Regions from separate parts of the Muntiacus reevesi genome. Here region 1 is linked to region 2. The links are chromatin contacts, called in public Hi-C maps. All regions are on one chromosome and are shown on one strand. The core of a region is the stretch at or near the end of the contact, and the rest is flanking DNA. Distances in the headings are between cores, read along the strand shown. Region 1 holds the start of FOXJ3 (forkhead box J3). Region 2 holds the start of ZMYND12 (zinc finger MYND-type containing 12).

Region 1 (4,212 bases), core at 102-2,601, 150 kb after region 2:
ATGTCTAGATTTTTTGATGTCCCCCCTCTTTTCCCCTAAATATTTTCTTTTCTCCCTCCCTTTTGCCCCAACGCAGATCTAATGTCATTCATCTATACTCATGGATCAGTCTACTTGATGAAAGAGGTGAGGCATGAAATAGAAATATATGAGTTCTCAGCTGAGGTGAAGCTGGAAAGGGAGCTGGACTCAGAAGTCACTGAGTTTGAGTCCCAGTTCTCAGCTTCAACTTCATCAGCTGTAAAGATGAACACAGGAGTTCTAACCAAGGGACTTGGTGAAAACACTGAATGAGGGCAAGTGAAAGGATCTGGCATGTGGTCTCTACCGGTGGCAGAACCTTGGCTTATCGTTCACTGAAGCCCCCAGCACCTAACATGGTCCAGTTGAAGTAAATGAACTAATTATTGATGAAGAAATGGTTGAGGTTAAAAAAAAAATCCCACTTTTCTTCCTTCCTCCTCCAGTTTTTTTCATACCTCTTACTCATACCTCTTACCCTGGTCTATTTTTTTTCCTCCATAGCACTAAACACCTTCTATCATACCAAATTCTTTTCTTGTTTTGTTGATCATCTTTCTCTATACTTAAGATGATAGCTCCAAGTTGGAAGGGTATTCCCACCCCCTTCCTGTTTCTAGTCAATGATCCAACCCAAACACTAAAATAGGGTCTGACAACCTGATCAGCAAATATTTGTTGGATGGATGAGTGAATGAATCTTTTAATCTTCAGAATCTCGCTGGAGTCTTAGGTATAAAAGGGATATAGGAGTAATTTGAATCCTCAGGGCCTAGTACTGCTTGGTAAATGGCAGGTGTTCAATGTTTACTGAAGTTATTGGGTACTCAGCTCTTCACCTGCAGTCTTTATTTGATTACTACAAGACTACGTCCGACAAAAGATGTTCCCAAGATGAATTCACTCAGGCCTCTCCTTTTCGTCTCATCCAATCAACCTAGTATTCATCTAGCAAGTTACCTGAGTTTCCAAATATTGAGCACCTACTGCGAGTTCAAAAGCATACTCGGTGCTATATGTGACTAACGCGAAGGAAGCAATGGCAAATAATACGATGTATGAATGTAATTAAACGTGAAATTACAGGGCAGATACTTTAGAGAAAAAATCAGTAAAGACTGACGTAGAAGTAAATTCCAAAGTTCACAAGTCGCCCAACTACTCTTCTAAGTGCTCCACCTGTTGATAGCAAGGACCATAACCTGGGCAGCTACTTAAGAATCAGAAGGGTCTTGAGAGTTTCATCTCCTTTGTTTTAAAGAGAAGGAAACCAAGGCGAGGCACAGGAGAGGACCCGGCAGAGATGGGTCTAGAACCAGGGACGTGTGGAGTTCTGGAAGAAGAGGTGTCCTGAAGGTCCAAGGTGCCTTTGCTGGGGCCGTAGAAGCCGCGGTGACCGGTGTCCCGAAGAGGCTAAGGTACCTGTTGCTACGGTCAGGTGAAGGGAGCTTGGGGGAAAGTCGCAAGGCGCCCTTCCCCCGGGACACAGGGCCCCGGAGTCCCTGGGGAGGGTTCAAGGCGGAGGTCCCTCTTGTCCTCAACTAAAGGGCCGCTCCCACTGCCCTCACTCCCTGGCCACCACTCTGAGGGACAGAGAACCCGCTACTCCCCGCCTCAACAAGTCGCTCGGAGCTGTCTGCGGCTGCCTGACACCCGCTTCGCGGAAGGAGGACCCGTCCCCCGCACCCCCTGAGTCCCAGGGTACTATTTGCCCCAGCGGAAGGATCTCGCGCTCATATCCGTGGCCGTGACAGCGGAGGGGCAGTGACGCCGCCGACGCCGTACCGGTGGCGCAGCGACGTCGCGGGAGGCGGGGGCGGCAGCGGCGGCGGCGGGAGGGGGAGCTGGTCGGGAAGTAGTTCCGGGTGCGCGGCCCCGGATGTTGGCTGCTCCCGCTGCCGCCGCCGCCGCTCTCGGCGCTGCTCCGGGCCTCAGCGGCTCGCACCAGGCGCCGTTGGGACGTTTCCCGGGGGGCGGAGACGCACACAGCGGCCGGGGGCTCGGCCGGGCCGTCCCGGCCTGCGCAGCCTGAGGTGAGCGCCCGCCGCCGGAGCGGTCGGGTCGGGGCGGCGGGCGAGGAGGCGGGGCCGAGGCATCTCCCGGGACGGAGGCAGGGGCTGCCCTCCGCGAGACGTCCTCTCCGTTCTCACAGCTGCGGCCGCGTCGCGGGGCGGGCGGCGGGCGGCAGGCGGGGCAGGGGGCCTGAGCCCAGGCTGAGGCCCGGAGAGCGGCTAGGGCTGGGTTCCTCCCTCCCCCGCGGCGCTTCTCAGCTGCTGCTGCCCCTCAGCAGGGAAGCGGCGGCTCCGCGCCTCCCGCCCCTCCCCCAGGCGGGGCCCGAGGGAGCTAGACGGGATTCCCGGGGGCGTCGAGTCCGAGGACAGTGGCCGCCGTCCGTAAACTGCCCCTGGCCTGGGCTAGCCCCCCTTCCCCAGCGCGATGCAGCTTCTTCCCTTCAAGCTCCTGGGTGCCTTTTGGCCGGCGAAGCGGCCAGCACCTCGCGCGTCGGTGGTGCCCTTCGGGGTGGGGAGGCCCGTGCGGGGGGCCTGTGTTCCCACCCATCCTGTCGCCGTGTCCTCTATCAGTATTGGGCAGAGGCAGCAGTTCCATGCGGACGTGTTGCTGTCCTGTGTGTGTTGCATCCTGCCCACGTGGTAGGGTGTCGCCCCCCCCCCCCAACCCCCCTCCAGTTTGCAGCTGGTGAGGACGGAGGTTAAAGCGGGCTGGTTTTTTCCTCTGTGATTTCCTCCGGGTGGCGTGGAAGGTGTTAGGGTCAATTTGCTGTGCGGAGGCCGACGGTTGGTCAGCTGAAAGAAGCAAGACTTGCACTCTCAGAGATTGAGACCAGTAAGGGACGTAGTTTCATTGACATTTCCCCCTCTTCCTTGAGCTGCTCTTGTTCTTTTCTCTACAGTTTAATCCTAAAGAGAATAATAAGCTCTAGTTGCTGATGCGTTCAGGTGTATAGTTTTCACTTCTCCGTTCTACTTTTTTGTGTGTGGTTGGCGAAGATTTTTCTTTTCTGTATTGTGCAATCCACGTCTGTTGTTCCTGGTTGGATTCCTGAATGAGCTGAGTTGGATTGACCAGGGAGTTAGAGATTGATGGGGCATCTACCTTGTCTTTTTCTGATATTTATTTTTTCTGTTTTGTTTGCCAGTGAAACAGGTGTGCATGTCATGGATGTTATATGCATAGCTCTTTACTTGCAAGGCAGCACTAGATAAGTTTCAGTGAGTCACTCATTTCGTGGGTGCTTTTTTATTTCGCTTTCCCTCTCTTTCTATTGAGTATCATTGTACTCTCTGGTTTCTGAAACATGTATTTTGAGTAATTTCTTTCCTTAATGTCTCTTCCAGGTTCAGGTTTCCATCTTGCCGTGTTTTGCTCTTTTATGACCATAGATTGCTTCCTTAACAGGGAACGGGCCACAGTAGCAATGAGGGAAGCCTTTTATTTCTCCTAGGCTATAAGCAGATATTTATAGATGAGCAATGAGCTCCGCTTCATTTTTATGTTTGGGTAGTATCTAGAGATTTGATTGAATTAAAAAAATTTTTTAGGTTTCTGTTTTCTTTTTGTATTTCTTGAAGTTAAGATGAATTTTGTTTTTGGTTTTGTGTTGCTGAAGATATGAGGGCTTCCTCATGCTTTTATTAGGTATGTTTTTGGATGAGGTCTGGTGATTTCGATGATTCTCTTTGAGTTTTTTTTTTTTTTTTTTTTTTTTAAATCTGGTACAATTGTTAGTATATTCTCTTTCTGTGTATGTAAAATAAAAATACTTAAGAACAGATTCTATCAGCCCTCACTATGCTAAGTATGGGTGGGGCAGTGGAAGATAAAAGAGTGTTGTTCTGATACATTCTGAGGCATATTTATTAAGTCAGTATTTGTGTACTTCTGCAAAATACTGTGCTATGTATGAAGAGTCACAGGAAATAAAATATGTGGTCTCCTCTCACTTTTGTTGGGGAAAGAACATATAACATGCATCATTTAGAATTTCATGCAACATCAGGCTCCTGGTTGGGATAACAGTGTAGCCAAAATCAAAGGTATAAAGTGACTTGGAGAAATTGAAATTTTCAAAAAGCAAGAGATGTATTCCAGGAGAGTGAAGGGGTATTTACCAAGACATACACCGACAGTGTATCAGTACAGAAGATACCGAGCAACTTGATTGGCATAGAG
Region 2 (4,170 bases), core at 1,048-3,547:
AGAGTGACAGGGATCACATACCCATTCCCCATTTTACTTTCCTCCTTAAAATTTATCACTACGTAATATAGTATGCATTTGACTTACTGTTTCCTCTGCAGATAATAAGCAAAACCAGGGCACAATATGTTTCTTTTCACTGCCTTATCTCCTACAATAGTGCCTGGCATATAGTAGGTACTCAATAAACATTTGCTGAAGAATGAAAAAATGAACTGTCCCACAGAATCAGCAAGTGCTCCACAGGTAGTTTCTCCTATTTAAATTCTACTTGTATCACCCAATAAAAGACTAAGAATTCCCTCAGGTTCCAAGAAGCCAGATGATTTCAGCATCTTCACCACACCACTACCCTCCCCATACCTTCTCCTTAAACTGCAACAATAACCACCATCTAATCTGCCCCCACCACTCTCTCTAATTCACCTTTCACAAGGTGAAAGGATGATGCCAGAATGTTCTTCACAAACAAAAACTTTATCTCATTCTCTTAGGTTTCCCTTGGCTCCAAAGGATTAAATTCAAGCTCCTTAAGAAGGAACACAAAATTTTCTATGAAGGAAGCTGTCCCTTCAGCTTGCCCTCCACCCTCACCACTCTCCAGCTTTACCAGACAATGTCAGTTCACAACACAATGCTCACTTTTAAGCTCCAATTGTGTACTCTATCTGGAATTATCTTCCCTTGGTCTGGTACACCTTCTGCTCATCTTTTAAAACCCAGTTCAAGCCATTTCCTCCAGAAAGCCTTGACTTTCCCCAAGATTCACTCACCCCATGCTCTGACTTCACTTTGTACGTACCTCTACTAGAGCATTTATCACTCTGTACTGTAATTATGTCTGTGTCCAGCAACCTCAACAGATTGTGAGGTTCTTGAGGGAGGGCGGTGTCTTATTCATCTCTGTATCCCTAGTGCCTAGCACATACGGAATGCAGAAAGGCCATCTCCAGATCAAAAGGAAATTAACCCAAGATTGGTTATAGGAAATCAGATCTCTGGAAGAGAAGCGCCCATCACCTGCAGTGGGCCCCCAGATGACTGGATCTTGTGTTCAGGCATTTCAGAGGCAGGAACATAGAAATCTGACACGGCCGCAGCCAGGTAAAACATCGCAGAAGAACCTGAAACAAGAAGCACAGAGTGTAATAAATCAGAGAAGGGTATGGAGTCAGCTCCTTTTCAACTCAGGTTCCTCCGTTGTGAGAGCCCTGGGTATATATAGTAACGGGCTATGTGTCTAGGGGTAAAGGCTCTGCCTCCTGGAATCCGATGAACTCCTAAAGTCACGCACCTAGTGGGCTGAGAGCCTGGGCTGCAGCCTGCAGCAAATGCAAATAGTCTGCCAAAGTGGTGAACTCTATGGCCAGAAAGGTGCCGGCAGCCTCAGCTTCCTGGTAGCTCTGCAGAGCTGCGGCGAAGCCCGGGAGTGCTTTTTCCTCGGCCTCCAGGCTCAGCAAGCCCGAAGGCGCTTGGCCGGAGGGCCGCAGAGCAGACAGCCAGGTCTGGGGCGGGAAGCGGTGGGCAAAGGGGAAGGCAGAGCGCGCGCGGTACAGGAACAAGACCCCGTAGCCCGCGGCCAAGAAGGCTTCGGCCGAGCCAGCACCGCGCCGCCCACTGCTGAAGTTGTCCAGGAAGCGCACAGGCCGGGCTTCCAGAGGGACCTTGGTGCCGCCAGAAGTGACCAACACCACCCGTCGGCCCTGCGCGCCCAACCGGGCGGCGAAGCGAGCCATAACCTCTGCCCAGCGCGCAACACCGGCGGGCTGGGGAAACTCGGCAACCAGGTCCACGGCCGCCATCAGTCCCGAGGCGCCCCCGCGTCTGCGCAAACTCTAGGCCCTTCGGCGCCACGCCCCCTGTCCCCTTACCTGGCCCGCGCGCAGCCGCAATAGTCACTGGGCGGTTGGCTACGGTGCGCGGGACGTCAGCGCAGGGTTTCCGCTTGTCTGGAAATACGAGCTGGCTCCGCCCTGCACCCTGCGAGTCTGACACTTGAGTTCTCGGCTGAGAGGCACACCCCCTTGTTTAGTTTCCTAGCCTGAGTGACGGTCCGGCCGTTGTTTGATCCTTATCGGCCACCGTACAGACCCTGCTAGACTCGGACCCCGGCTAAAACTTTGATTGCCCGGCTGTTTAACCTTTGGATTTGGAGCGGTGCGGGAGGGGGAGGGGTGGAGGAGTGGCTTGTTTTTTTTTTTTTTTTCCCCTTTCATTTTTAAAAAAAAACAACCCTACAAACGCACTCCCGAGTTGTCAGTCGAGCCACACGCCCTTCCCCTCGAAAGGCCGGGGATGAGGCGGCGCCGTGTCGGTCACGTGACACCGCTGTCCGGTGCGTCCTCGCCGGGCAACCGTCCTAGAGACTGACAACGCCGTCTGCCGCGGCATGAACGTGATCTACCCTCTGGCGGTGCCCAGGGGGCGCCGGCTGTGCTGTGAGGTGTGCGAAGCCCCGGCCGAGCGGGTGTGCGGGGCCTGCACGGTCACTTATTACTGGTAGGCCCTGAAACGTGGCCCCTGGGCGCCTCAATCGCCTCCCTCTCAGCCAGGGAGCCCTCTAGGTTCAGGAGTCTAGGAGGCTTCAGGACTGGTCCCTAAGACATCAGTGTCTGCGTTTGCTTCCTCTTCCGCTCGCTCGTCCGTCTCCAGATGTTTTGTGGAGCGCCTGCTGTGCGCCTTGCACTGTTCTAGGTGCTGAAGTTACTGGGGAGAAACTCGGGAGACCACGTCTCCCAAAAAAGTAATATTGTCATGAGAAAGCTAGATAAATAAACCAACAGACCAAACAAAATAATTCCAGAGAGTAGCCCGGTATTCTTGCCTAGGAAATTCTACGGAGAGAGGAGCCTGGCGAGCTACAGTCCATGTGGTCAACAGCAACAAAATGCCTTAAAGACAAAGAAAATGTGATGGGAGGTTGAGCAGACAGCCTCTCTGAGGGTAGACTATGGATATATGATTGAATAGGAACAGCCCGCCCGAGAAACGCTGGGGGAACAGTGGCGCAGTGAGGCTCCGAGGGAGGGAAGACCTTGCTGTGTTTGAAGAACAGATAGAAAGCTGGTTTGTCGGTACACAGCCAAGATCGCGGCGGTATGGGAAGGGTATGATATTAGTTTTCATTTACTTCAGCATAACATCCCCTGACCTTTGCTTCAGATCGGCCCCTATTTGGGGCCTGAGATAAGACAGTGAGGTTGCTGACGTTCAGAAACCTAGTCCAGAGCAGGCTAACCTGTTTTTAAAAGTAAGTTATAACACAACCGTATATGACAAGTGCTGTCACTCAGGGAGTACTATTCCCTGGGACCTCTAAGGATGGAAGCATGATGACTGGGGTGGTATCTGCAAAGGCTCCTCTGAAGAAATAATATTTGGGCAAAGTCTTGAAAGATCAGAAGGAAGTTGCTAGGTGAATGAGAAATGGAGAAGGAAAGGCAAGGCACTTCTTGAATCCAGGACTGCTTTGGCAAACTGAGAGAACAGACTTTGTCCGAGGTGGGTTGAGAAGGTAATGGTGGAGAGAGCAGTTACGACTGTAAGCTTGCTGTCCAGGCCCCGTTGGCAGGTCATGAATAAATCACAACCAGCATTTTAAGGGGAAGGAAAACCTATCAAGTATCAGAGTAATCCTACTTGAATTGTTTCTTCAGACTTGTGTTTTAGTGTTTATGTGTTTGTACTAGTGATATGTATTTCCTACTATAGGTTGATTTTTAAAAAGTTTGAAAACCATTGTGATAGGTAGTAGTAGGAGTTTATACCAAGAAGATAAAAGTTAGGGCCAAACAGTGATAGGAGATCAAGGAGTTTGGAATTTATCCTCTGGGGGGCCATGGATGGTTTTCACGTGCCCTCATTTGTATTAAGGAAAGATGACAGGTATCGATGTGAAGTTAGGCTGGAGAGTAGACACTAAAGGCTCATAACTTCTCAACTGCAGTGATCCCAGTGGAGAGTGAACATACCTTTTGGACTGAATCCAGTGTCCCTCCTCAGTGCCTTCACAGCACTCATTATGTCCCCTATCCTCACATTTATGACAGATTGAAATCATTTTTTAGTGGTCTGTATCCCTCACTAAGCTGTATGCTTCATGAGGGCAAGGGCGGCATCTCTGTTTTCACTGTTGTTTCTTTATTGCATACAGAATACAATTCAGAATTT

Evidence for each region. A called contact is a pair of places that touch in the nucleus more often than the background predicts.
Region 1: a Hi-C map of blood shows a contact between it and region 2, with 2.4 times the contacts expected there. The contact joins the promoter of FOXJ3 here to the promoter of ZMYND12 in region 2. A contact is called at or near these places in 2 of 3 Hi-C or Micro-C datasets (blood and muscle).

The regions. Positions count from the first base shown.
Region 1 is chr1:162,513,823-162,518,034 of mMunRee1.1, forward strand. FOXJ3 (forkhead box J3) reads left to right here and starts at 1,352. Exons shown (of 13, transcript XM_065915040.1): 1 at 1,352-1,439.
Region 2 is chr1:162,358,472-162,362,641 of mMunRee1.1, forward strand. It overlaps ZMYND12 (zinc finger MYND-type containing 12), which reads left to right and starts at 2,298. Exons shown (of 8, transcript XM_065929856.1): 1 at 2,298-2,499. The coding sequence starts at 2,390. It overlaps PPCS (phosphopantothenoylcysteine synthetase), which reads right to left and starts at 1,835. Exons shown (of 3, transcript XM_065915001.1): 1 at 1,295-1,835; 2 at 1,021-1,124. The coding sequence starts at 1,802.